2 separate regions of the Siniperca chuatsi genome follow, and region 1 is linked to region 2. A link is a contact called in public Hi-C data. All regions are on one chromosome and are shown on one strand. Each heading gives the region's core, a stretch centred on a gene start, on an enhancer-like site or on the middle of the called end of the contact. The rest is flanking DNA. Distances are from core to core; before and after follow the strand shown. Region 1 overlaps slco3a1a (solute carrier organic anion transporter family member 3A1). Region 2 holds the start of si:dkeyp-59c12.1 (ras-related and estrogen-regulated growth inhibitor-like protein).

Region 1 (6,411 bases), core at 3,459-5,958, 44 kb before region 2:
TATTGCTTTGACCGATCAATTAAATCGACTAATCGTTGCAGCTCCAGTTGTGTTGCAATAAAAATATATAATATAAAATCTATCAAGTACTGAAAGGTGACTGAATTCTGAATGTCAGAGTGTCAGATTTGCGGTCTTATTTACTTCTTCTGCAACCAAACAATTACTATTTGAGACATAATTTTCCCAAATTTAGACTTTTTCCTTTGTAGCCAACATTGTTGTGAGCATTTGGTTAGACAACATTTAATGGCTTATTTTGTTAAACAAACATGTTCACATTCCTCAAATAAACATTAAAAAAATTATTTTTGCTATCAGTATCACAACTTAGGTATTGTATTGCCACTAATATTGGAAAGTTTAAAACAATTCCCAGCTCTAGATGGTAGAACAGATGGTGAAAAGGAGCGTAATTCATCATGACTAATCAAACAAGAAATTAACAAATGCCTCTGTCTGTATATAAAACAGCAATTCTAACAAGTAGCCAGTAGTTACAGTTGACCAGTTAATCAAAATAAAAGTAAATTAAATGTCCTGTTTCATAATAATTTTGCTGTAAAACTCTTTCACTGGTGACTCAGTGAAGTCTGTTGCTTTGGTATTCAGTCTGCACTGCTCTGAGGAACACAAGGACACTTTCTGAATAGAAAATCTTTTTATAGACTCGCTGAGATGACACCAAGTTGTTTGAATAAAACGTAAGTCCACTGTGCCCCAATGACCGGCACTGATAAGAATTTTTATTTACACATTAAGACCCTCTGCAGTTCACCTCCAATGAAGTCCTACTAACCTTGGCAGCAGTGTTACTTTTCACTGCTCATATTTATTTATTAGAATAACTGGGTCCTTATGATAGGACAATGTTAACAATGCAATGTTAACAATGCATTTCTATAACATTTTAGGGGATTAAAACTCACTGAAATTGCCAGGAGTATAATAATATTTTTTTAATCTATAATTTATTGTGTATAACATGTAGTCTAGCTTTCTCTGCTGAATCTAGATAGAGATGCTGGTTTTAAACAGGTTGGTTTTATTTGATTTTATCTTACATACAATACTCTGTACCAGATCTGCTGAAGTTACATGTGATTGGTTAGTTGTTACAAAACCAGCTTCTTCATGAAAATGAACTCTTAGCTAAACTGGAAAATCTTGGGTGAACAGAGGCCGTCGTAAGACCAGTTATCCAGGAAGTTAAACTTTCTAAAACCAGGTAAGTTGTAAAATAGCGTGACTATGGTGCACTCACTTCATGGGAGCAGCGTGCAATAAAGTCATTTATATATACAGTATATTTATATAACAGAATAATACTGCTCTAACCCAGTGGGTCCTAACATTTTTGGCTTGTAAACGAAGAAATGTCTACTTGTGACCCCTCGTCACAGGTTGCATCACCAGTTTAATCAAAGAGTGATTTTTTCCCCCTTGTTTTATTTGAATATTTTTTCCTGAATAAGTACAATAATTCAGTAAGTTACCAGAAAAAAGCAAAAATTAGTGGGGAAACTCATCTCCCAACACCTCAAATTTATCTTGGTCGGCAACTATTGCCTTAACCTGTATTCAACGTTAAATACAAATGGCTGCCGCACATTCATGTTGTATCCTACCTGTTGCCGTATGTGACCGTCACTCCTGCGACAGGACCGGTGTCACAGCCCAGGAACAGGAAGGAGACGTAGCAGGCAGTGGAGATCAGGTTGACCAGCATGGCCATGCGGATGGCTCCCAGCGCCGACAAGTTCAGCTTCTTCACCAGCAGACCGCCCATAAAGATCCCCAGACATGCACACGGAATGGCCGTCATACCTTAAAAATACAGTTGGCCAAAACCTGTTTATTATACTGGTATACAAATGTGTGTGACCGTGCATATGTGCGCTTGTGCATGTTTGCTGTGAACACAGACCTAACAGCTGGTTTGCTGAGGAGGTGGTGAGGCTGAACTGCTGCTCGAGGTATTTCCCCAGAAAGGCTGCAAAGCCCGCCACGACTGCGATCTCCATACAGGCCGCCAGGATGATGCAGGTGAACACTGGGTTCGACAGGAGGTGCTTGGTCACCTTGGGGATCACTAGTCGTAAAGAAACAAGGAACCATTAAGATCCAAGCATGTTTGTTCGCAGGACAGACTCTCTTGTTGCCTTTATGTCTTTTCTGGCACCTGCTCTGATCTCATTTGACTACATTTGTTTAGCAATCAAATAACATGAATAATAAACCAATTACTTCTCAATGGATAAAATGCCGAGTTCCAAAACTTTTTTTTTTTTTTTTTTTTTTTACTTATGTGCAAAACAATGACTAAAAACTAGCATTTAGATTCATGAAGTAGCTTATGTAAGTGCAAATTTTCTCCACCTCCACCAGGTACAACATTAAAATGCTGCTCACAGTTTAATGCATCAGTAATAATTATACTACAGTAATATGATATATAATAATACAGCCCTGACTGGAGACAATCTACATAATGAGTAATTTAATTGTTGATGCTTTAAGTAAATTTTGATGATAGTACTTTTAAGTAACATTTCCAGCGTAGTACTTTACTTGTGATGGAGTATTTTTCATTGCGGCATTATTACTTTAATTAAAAGGAGCTGAATGCTTCTTCCAACACTGAGCAGATCTAACCACTTTTAGTTGTAACCATTTTATACCAGTTACAACAGTATCAAACTCAAGATACTTTTAACATTTTAATTCTTATTCACATTTGGCAAATATAGAAAATGAATTCATCAATATATGTTATGTAATTTAAAATGTTTTTACATTTACAGAATGTATATTTTCCTTGCATGACTACACTGCAGTACTACACTGGATCCTGCACACTCACCCCTGAGTTGCTGACAGCAGGTGGGGCTGTTGGCAGGCTCGTGGTTGCGTACAACCCCATTGCTGGACTTTGGAGTCTCATAGTCTGAATTCAGAGAGGGAGGAAGCATAACCTGCTCACTGTCTGCCTCCTCCTCTCGCTCCTTGTTTGGCAGCGACTGAGGGAAGCCAAACATAAAGAGAGCTGAGAAGAAGAGTAAGGCACCACACAAAAGGAAGCCTGCCCACCAGGCCCCGATCCACCGCGGGTCGTCATGAGTGATGCCCAGCTTACCTGTAGAGAGGCACAGCAGAAGTCAATACACTACATGCACAGAAAAACACATTAAAATAATGCAGCACTGGAGAAATATTAAACTCACTGGTGTCGATGAAGATAGCATCCACATAGAACTTAGTGCAGAGGGAACCAAGGATGAAGCCACACGCTGGCCCAAACACCAGTGTAGAAAAGAGAATTCCTGCACAGAAACAAATATCAACTTTAATATTTGGTCTAATTTCATTCACCTGACACTTTCCGAAATACGTTTATAGTGACAAAAACAAGCCCAAAAACAAGTAGGCTAGTTTTGTTAGAACAGCCATGAATATTGTACTACAGGTCACCAACCAAAGTCAGGAGATGCTCTGTATAATACTGTTAATGCCTTCTGTATGACTCTATAAAACACCTGTGGTAAACAAAAAGATATATAAGGGATCCTTTGTGCCATGTGTAATCAATGTCCCCATGCTGGGAGATTTCAATAAGTTGTATCAACTTTTACACATATATTGCTTATGATTTGTGATACTTGTGTTTATTATTTGTATTGTGTCTTATTGTGTTTACTGTCTTCATTGGTGAGACTAAAAGACATTTTCTGCTCTGGTGGGACAATAAAGTTTTGTTATTTAGTTTAAAAAACATATTAATGCCCAGTGCGGCATGAAAGCTGCAAACCTTCATATTTGAGAGGCTGGAACCAGAGAATATTTGCCCCTTTTTGCTTTTCATTCAGCTCTGTTTTTATGTGGGTTCAGTGTGAAGCAAGACAGCAAACAGGGAAACATTTTGGTTCTCATGAAAGATCAAATCAGCCAGTTAAAACCACAAAGCGGGCGCAGCAGTGGTGGCAACACACACTGTGACTGTGCTCGTTATGATCACATGGCTCAGCCTTCTCTCCCTCGCAGGGTAACAAACACATAGAAACACACACTGTGAGGAAGACACCTGACTACGGAGACCAGTTCTTTTGTCCCAATCTGCTCTAGCGGGCAGCTGGAAATAAAGTATGGAGCCCGGAAAATCCAGAATCCTCATTAGAGCGCTGTCAGCGGGGTGAGAGTCTGGCACTGTGACTCAGACTGCAGGCAGATAACGAAGACTCAAAGCTCAATTTGGGAGACAAATTTCTCCCTGACTGTACGTCCTGTGATCTGTGGTATTATTAGACTGCAGAAAGGAGTGCTGGACTGCATCTGGCACACAGCCACAAACCAGATCCTTGTTCTAAGTTTGACCACTGCAGCTCACAGGAACAGCAACGCTAGCTTCAAATTACCATCAAAATAAAATGAAATAATCTCTGCTATTCCACTACCTCCTGCAGCATTAGAAACATCCTCTTTACTGGCTGCAGGCTGGCCTTCACATTGCTGCTATCAGCACAGCGTCTCCAGTAAGATGTCGAATGCCAGGAGCAACCACTTAATGAACAAGTGTGGAAACTTTGACTAAGCTTTGTTTGTCTCTGCTAGTACTGAGAGTGAATGCACATGTCTGCTTCCTGCCTTGACCACCCACATAGAAAGGGAGTCAACACATTCACATGATTGTAGCCTCATTCACAATCATAGTAAATTCTTCACATAAAAGAAATGGCTCACAGATTTGTTAGGTGCGGCTCACTACCTATAATGTGGTATAAACAGACTCATTTAGGCAAGACGAGGAGTGAAACTAAAGAAAAGGGCGTTTTCATGTTGGTACGGGAACATATTGCTTTTTTTCCCCACCAGCATACAGCTGAAACATCTTTGCGGTTGACAGTCAGACCAGCACGGAAATGAACAAAAAAATGTGTGTCCACGAGGCAGGCATATGTTTTTACCTCTTCCTTCAGCTAGCTTCTGAGGGTCTGTAATATGAAAAGAAGGCAGATAGCATGAATGCAAGACTGCCAAATCTGAAATCAAAGTTTAAAACGATTAATCTCAAACAACAGTGTGTAACCACCTCTAACATAAACACACAGATGGATTCACACCCACAAACACATGTAAACACACAGGAAAGAGCAGTTGAGGCTAAATACCAGTGAAACTGCAGTTTAACAGCACTTGCAAGGAGGAGGGCTGCAGTCACTATGTGACTAGTGAATTTGCCTGTGGTGTTGCGAATGAGGCCTGTGCACTCTCTGTTTTGAGTGTTTCCTTAGAAACGGAGTGTTGTCTTCTCATAGCAACAACATTACAATTGCTTTCATCACAGGAAACCTCAAAGAGGAAATTCAGTTAGTGAAATCATCTTCCTGGAGATGACGGCTGAGATAGCCCACGACCACTGAGAGGATAAATGTTTCCACTGAGTTCCATGCCTACCCCCTGTTGCATCAAGAAACGCTGTCTCCTTCATGATAACATTGTGCCACAGCGCAATGAGGGCCCATGCCTCCTTATCATTCTTCTGCTTCTGCACAAGAAACAAGGGGGATGCACAATTTTGAAGCTGGTGATAATCTTCACATGAAAGATAAACTAAAATATTTTCTTTTTTGTGTTAAGCAGAGGAAAAGCATGCAGCAAGTTGAGTCTCTCACATTAGGATTAAGCTGGCATGAACATGAACCAGATCTTGTAGCCAAAACATAAGCAAATTATCAAGTCCAACATTGCTTCAGTAGGAGCCAAACCTACTTGATGTGAGGTGCTCAAGATAAAAATCTTTCTTTTGACCTCTTTGGTAGCTGCTAAATGGAAACACAGTCAAATCTTAAATAACACCGTTAAACTGTGAAATGTTAAATTCTCCAGTTTGGCTTACAGAAAGTGTTCCAAATTTTAAGAAACATGTTTATTCCCTTTCTTGCTGAGAGTTAGGTGAGAAGATTGATACCACTCATGTCTCTCCATTAAGTATGGAGCTAGAGCCAGGAGGTGATTAGCTTAGCTTGGCATAAAAACTGGAAGCAGGGGGAAACAGCTAGTCAGGCAACCAGCAGAGACTCAAGGAAGTCTTATTAAAAAACACACTTTTAGTTTTGTGTGTAGCCAGGCTTGCTGTTTCCCATTTTCAGTCTAATTTGGTGCTGGCTGCTGTTTCATATTTACCGTACTGTTAGCTAAATGAGAAGGTTGATACCATTCTCATGACTGTATGGTAAATATGAAGCTACAGCCACTTAGCTTAGCTTGGCATACAGACTAGGAAAAGGAGATGACAGCTAGCCTGGCTCTGTTCAAAGATAACAAAATCCTCCTACCAGCACCCCTAAAGCTCACTAATTAACACGTTGTATCTCACAGTGATGACAGTGAGGTTGCCAGTTACGACACTTAACT
Region 2 (6,536 bases), core at 292-2,791:
CCCACAGTGACACAAGTCCCCAGCGGTTAGTGTGCATTCAGGTTAAAGAACACACACACACACACACACACACACACACACACAGGTTTGTTTCACTATCCCCATGGGGGACAGTCATTGACATAATGCTTTCCCTAGCCCCTTACCCTAACCTTAACCATCACAACTAAATGCCTAACCTTAACCTTTACGCCAACCCTAACCTTAACCCAACTGTAACCTGTACCCTAAAACCAAGTCTTAACCCTCAAAAAGCAGGGTTAGTGTGCATTCAGGTCCCCATTGGGATATAAGAACATGAATGCACACACACGCGCGCGCGGGGAAGCAGTTGTTACAGCCTAATGCTACAAACAGCCAATTATCTGGAGGTTTGTTTCTGTTCAGCCAATCAGTGTCCAGCCTGCCTCCACTGCCTTTTCTGGCTCCAGGAAGCAAATAAAGTCATCTGTTTATGGGAGACATTTATTGGAATCTAGTTCCCCCTTCTGGTTGATGTTAATATTGCAGCAGCAAACAGAAAGAGCCTTGACTGACGTTAATACAGCAGACAAAATACAAACCAGGTAAAACAAAAAAGTGAAACCTTAACTTCAAAACCAGCTACTCCCAAATTGATTAACACACAGATTACCACCTAGACTATAGTTATTAATATCTTTTAAAGGTTTATTTACAACAGTAAGTAAATACAGCTTTAAAACAGGCCCATATTTTAATTGTTATAAGTTGAGAAACACAAAATGCCTTTTTTCATCTATAACACAAACGAAATGATTATATATGTGACTAGACCCGTAATTAATATAGTCAAAAATTACTTTATTTCACCTTCAGACTACATTTTACAGCCTCATAACAGATAATCTTTGACTTTTAACTTTAGAGCAACTTGTATTAATTATTAATGTATTTTATCCAGTGGTGGAGGAAGTATTCAGGTTCTTTACTTAAGTAAAAGTTGCAACAGGCCTACCATAGTGTAAAATACTCCATTACATGTAAAAGTCCTGCATAAAAAGTGTTACTTAAGTAAAGGTTCACCCGCAAAATGTATTAAGAATAAAAAAAGTACTCAATGTAGAAAAATGAACCCCGTGAGTGTTATGATATATAATATCATTAGATTATTATTACTGATGCACTAATGTGTAAACAGCATTTTCAACTATTTTTTATACCGTTGGGTAGTTTAATAGGCTATATGACCATGACTCATATTTTATAAGATTATCAGATTTACTTGTGTAAAATAATTTATTTGCAAAGAAACTACAGCTGTGATAAATGTGTCATGAAAAGGAAATACTCGAGTAAAGTAGGCCTACAAGCGCCTCAAATTTGTACTTGAGTAAATTGAGTTAGTATAGGCTACTTAGTTACATTCCGCCGCTGATTTCCTTAAAATGTCATGACAAAAAATACGCCTATAAGAAAACGTGAGAAAAAAGATCCTTTCGGCATTTATAACAACACCGGGATATCATTATAATAGGCTACTAAAGCTACTGAAGCGGGTTCCTTCTTCAGAGAGACGCGTGAGGTAGACCACGTGAGGGAGACATCACTGAATTATCGCTGTTGCTGTTGTTGTTGTTATGGGTGATTTGTTTACCCCGCCCACCTGTCTGTCCTATAATAACTGCTCTGAGCCGGCAGCAGCGGCACAGCAGCAGCCTCCTCCGCCTCACATGGAGCTCAGCGGATCGACACAGCTGTTTCACTGAAAATGGATGCCAACATTGTTGTCATGGGGACAGAAAGCGTCGGGAAATCAGGTAAAAACATGTCTGTAATGGAGAAATAGTTATATATATATATATATGTTTCTGTTGCACACGGTGCGTTAAAGATTGTTGTTTTTCAGCACTGACCGTGCGCCTGTTGACTCGGAGATTCATCGGCGAGTATGGAGATATTGGTAAGTGTCCCGTCCGACTTTACTGACACCGATGCAATGCAGCCTTTTAACTTCATCTACATTTCCATTAACTTAACTTGTTCTCTTGCAGAATCCATCTACAGTCACAGTTTTATGGTAGATGGGAGGGAAATCTCTCTCAATATTTGGGATTCACCTTATTCTGAGGTAAGGAGACATGTAAATAACTACCTGACAGTTGCTATCAATGATTCTGGTACCAGTGGTAGAGGAAGTACTCCTCAAATCCTCAACTCAAGTAAAAGTAGAAAATACTTCTTTGTAAAAATACTACATTACAAGTAAATGTTCTTCATTCAAAATTTTACTTAAAGGAAAAGTTCAGCAAAATGTGCTTTAAGTTTCAAATGAATAGCCTAAAAGTCCCTTTCATACTGTTATATTATTATGTATATTATAATTTTGTTTTATCATTACTGATACCTTAATGTCAGCATTTAGACAGGGTGGAGCTAATTTTAACAACTTTGGGGTAGTTTGATCTATAATAATGTATCATATATTAGAAGATAATCATATGTTTTATGTGTAAAATCTGCAAAGTAACTAATGATTATAGCTGTTAAAGATATGTAGGGCAGAACAAAGTACAATATTACTGTCTCACATGTAGTGATGCAGAAATATAAAATATAACTCAAAAAAACCACAGGTGTCTTTGGACTAAATGTGTGATTTCACAGGATTTGTCTGTGGAGCCGTCACTCGTTGAAAAGAAGGTCCAGTGGGCAGACGGCTACGTTCTCGTCTACAGCATCTGTGACAGGGCCAGTTTCAACACCGTCAGCAGGCTCATTCAGACGATCAAGTCCACTAAAGACTACCTGAACGCAGACAAAGCGCCCATAGTTATTGTGGGCAACAAGAGGGACCTGCACCACAGGCGGACAGTGCTGAGTGAGGAGGGCTGGTTGCTAGCTCTCAAAACAGACTGCTACTTCTACGAGGTGTCGGCGGCCGAGAACTACCACAGCGTGCTCATGGTGTTTCATGGGCTGGTGGACAGGATGAAGGACGCCAAGCTGACCATTAAGAGGCCTCTGGGGTTCAAGGGCATAGTGAAAAGCATGTCTGCAGTGTTCACCAGGAGACGGACAGACTCATTTTAGTAAAGACTGTGACAGAAGAGGAGTTTTCTATGATATCTGCATAAGAGAGGTTACACATTATGTGTATTTGACTGGATGGATATCACAGTCTGTGAGTGAAATATTAACAGATGTGTCACATGTTACTGTGCCAAAGGTAACAATAACGCTTCCTGAGGTGGAGACACCGCAGAGATGGGAGCTGCTTTTCACTAAAAAAGTGTGGAAAGACAGAGATGAAAAAAGGCATTAAGCTTCAGAAAACATGGAGACAAAACAATGTCACAGAGGTTACAGATGTTTTTTGGTGACAGGTTTTGAAGTTAGCCGCACTTCTAGCCACAAAAGACTGATGCAATTAGTCTAATTCATTATGCAGATACTTGTTATGCAGTAATATACTATTGTGTGCAACAAGGTATGCAATATGTTTAAGCTATATATACCAGCTGTGGCTTCAGATTGGAGGAAATTCTATGCACAATTTAAATGTACCTTTACTTATGATGATGACCAAAGATAACGTCTTAAAGCTCTTTAATTCACAAGTGGAACTTTTGTATTGCTGGAAAAAGTGTCCTGTTCAATCCTGTAATTCATTCTTGAAAGTAAAACATACATATTTGTATTTATTCAAGTCTAAACACTGAAAAAGTGTTTTCTTTATTTATGAGCCTCTCCCATGTTTAATTCATTGATTATGGGTCATGTACTGAAATGTCTAAACCTTGTTTTATGGCTTATAAGGATTTAAATAAAGCATAAAATGTGCACAAATGTATGATTTTCATTTGTGTTGATTCTAAAATGTTTGTTTTCCAATAATGTGATTATTTACTGATCCCCACAAGGTGATGCGTCAGTTTCATATCAGTAATAATCCCAAAACCTTCTCTCACAACTCTACAGCTTCTATCGGTTTCTGCTTTAACACAGCACACAGCCTCAAAAGATGTTTTTGGCTTGTTGCAAATAGCCAAGAACGGTGTTGTAGTTTTTAAAAAACAACTTTCTAATTGCTTGATTCCACAAATTTCTCAAACATTAATTTTACATTTCTCCATATCTCAAAGTAATGCCATGGGACCTCATTTGTGTGAGTATGTGGAATCTTTCTCTGATGGACACAGGGAGGAAATGATCCTGCGCAGGCTTGTGAATCAACCAGAAAACTTTCAGTGTACCTGCCTCCTCTCAGCCTGAGAACAGGACTGCGTCTGTCCTGACTCTAAACTCTAACTAAACTGACAAACAACAGCCATGCTCACATTTGATACAGCTTTCGCATTTGTGGATGTTTAGTCAAAGATCAGAGACCATGTAGAAAATAGTGAACTGCATGCTTTTATCACATTAAAAATGCTCTTCTGACAGCAATCACACGTTTCTTAAAATCCCTTGGGTGCAAATAATTGTTAACTGAGTATTTGTTTAGTAATAAGAATGCGATTGAATGTATCTGATGTATATAACAGTTTGCAAATAGTGACAATGCAGGTTTAAGGGACTGAAAAATGCCCACTGAACTGACTAGATCTTAAATCATGCTAAGACTTCATCCTCTATTTTAATGAGGGTCTGTGAATTCCTCTCTGAAACTAGAGACCATTTCCCCTGAAAAATTCCTTTAATTTGTCACTGGCCTGCTCCAGTAAACTTGGTCTGACCCCCAAAATTAGGCTGCAAAAATGTCCATTCTTCTTTTCCTCCCTTCAGCCTCTATCATTAGGTGTCAGGAAGATGTCCATCTTTGTGGCTATTAAAGCAGCAGCATGGGAGGGCAAATGGCAGGTAAGCTGGTGCCAGCTCCCCCTCGTTTCTATTCATGTGTACGAGGAATGTGACAGTAACAAGGCACAAGGTTAACAAAGCAAGACTTGGGCAGTCTGGCCCCTGCAGGTCCTTGTCACAGTCTCTGACCCCTCTGGGTCGCTTCACAACAGGACCCAGAATAAACAGCAATCTGCTGAGACCTGCACGAGCTGCCTTTAGCTTTACTGGAGCTGAAATCATGACGCTCCATGTGCTGCCATAACGACACTGACACTTACAGGGAGGGAACAAGATTTCTACAGAAAAATATAAATGTGACATTTGCAAACCACATCTTTCAGTCATGAGATTAAAATAATTTGGCTGCATTCAAGCAGGAGATGGGCTGTGTTACCACTTTTCATGCCACTGAATGAGGAAAATTCATTTGGAATAATTAGAATGTAATTATAATATTGCATAAGAATATTAATTAGCATCTTAATTGACAACCCTTAAAATGAAACATGTTTTTTGACACTGGGCAAGCATTTTGTGTCACAAAAGATACTTTTGTGACAAAAGATATTTTTGTGTCACTGAACACACTGTGTACAAGATGCGCTTTGATGACACGTGAAATGCATATAAGCAAAATGAAAAACAATGTAACCAGGCATTTTGCCATTTTGTGTTTGTAAAAAGCTGTCAAAGGGCACTTGTAAGCACTTTAAACCATTAAGTGCATTTTATATACAGTATAAAGTGCTTGCCTGGAGTCATGAAAATGCATTGTGGGCATATCATACATTTAATGGAGTGTGACACTTGATGCCCCATAAAAATCTGTACATCAGCCGCGTGAATAACATAAAACTGAACCAGTAAAATATAGTTGTGTGTGGTTCACTGTTCTCCAGTCAGTCTAAAGTGAGGATTTTGCTGCTGGTCTTCAAAGCTTTCACACTTCATAGGCTCTCACACCACATCTCAGACATATATTACATCCATCCAGGGGCCACTTTTTCTTGTACAAGCTTGCTGGTGTCATATATGATGCACTTCTGCCTCCAGATCAGCCTGAATACTTCAATATATACTACTACTTAATAATACTTCATTTATGTTTCACAGAGATCTATGGCCATGCTCATCTGACGGTATCAGATCAGCTGCAGAAAACAGTGACCTGACACTGAACTTGTGCTGTGGGTCAGCATGAGGTTGCCACTGCACTTGACAAACATTCAGAATTGTTTTTGCATTTAATTATCTGACATCTTTATGGTTCCCACAGGTCCTCTAACAGGTCCCCACAATAACCAACCATTTTGAAAATGATTTTGAAAATAAACTGGGAAATAGACAAATCTCACTGTTTCTTTCTGTTTATGTTTAAAAGATGCTACAGTAAGTTTTGATAACTGAATTAAATCTTGCAATACTACACCTGCATGTAAAATACAATGTACGATGGCTTCATGCATCCATGGGGAATTTTAAAACACACTTTTGTCCAATATATAAAGCTCACTGCTCACCAAATAAAGGCTTGTTGGAAGTGCTGGAGCAGAGATTCCGTACACTGTATATGATAGAAAAGAAAGAAGACAGAAAGAAATAAGAAATTTGCTCACTCTGAACTGTGCAATATTCATTATTTGTCCTTTCAGTCACGGACCTCCTTTAAGCATTGATGCTTGAAGAAGCTCTCTGACTGAAAGCTCACTTTAACCTGTATTGTATTTTCTGTT

The links. Hi-C and Micro-C count contacts between places; a contact is called where the count stands out from the background.
Region 1: a contact with region 2 is called in a Hi-C map of liver, with 3 times the contacts expected there. The contact joins the enhancer-like site here to the promoter of si:dkeyp-59c12.1 in region 2. A contact is called at or near these places in 3 of 3 Hi-C or Micro-C datasets (liver, skeletal muscle and an unstated tissue).

Annotation. Positions count from the first base shown.
Region 1 is chrLG4:12,720,793-12,727,203 of ASM2008510v1, reverse strand. slco3a1a (solute carrier organic anion transporter family member 3A1) reads right to left here. Exons shown (of 11, transcript XM_044192127.1): 4 at 3,225-3,323; 5 at 2,864-3,136; 6 at 1,928-2,092; 7 at 1,629-1,827. Among protein-coding and RNA genes, the nearest start is that of st8sia2, 16 kb to the left of the region's middle. Within about 2 kb of position 4,708, the one cell type or tissue checked has an H3K27ac peak away from gene starts, as active enhancers do. A contact at or near this core is called in liver, where this site is marked.
Region 2 is chrLG4:12,673,689-12,680,224 of ASM2008510v1, reverse strand. It overlaps si:dkeyp-59c12.1 (ras-related and estrogen-regulated growth inhibitor-like protein), which reads left to right and starts at 1,541. Exons shown (of 4, transcript XM_044192126.1): 1 at 1,541-1,778; 2 at 1,868-1,921; 3 at 2,013-2,089; 4 at 2,626-3,807. The coding sequence starts at 1,730. The coding sequence ends at 3,051.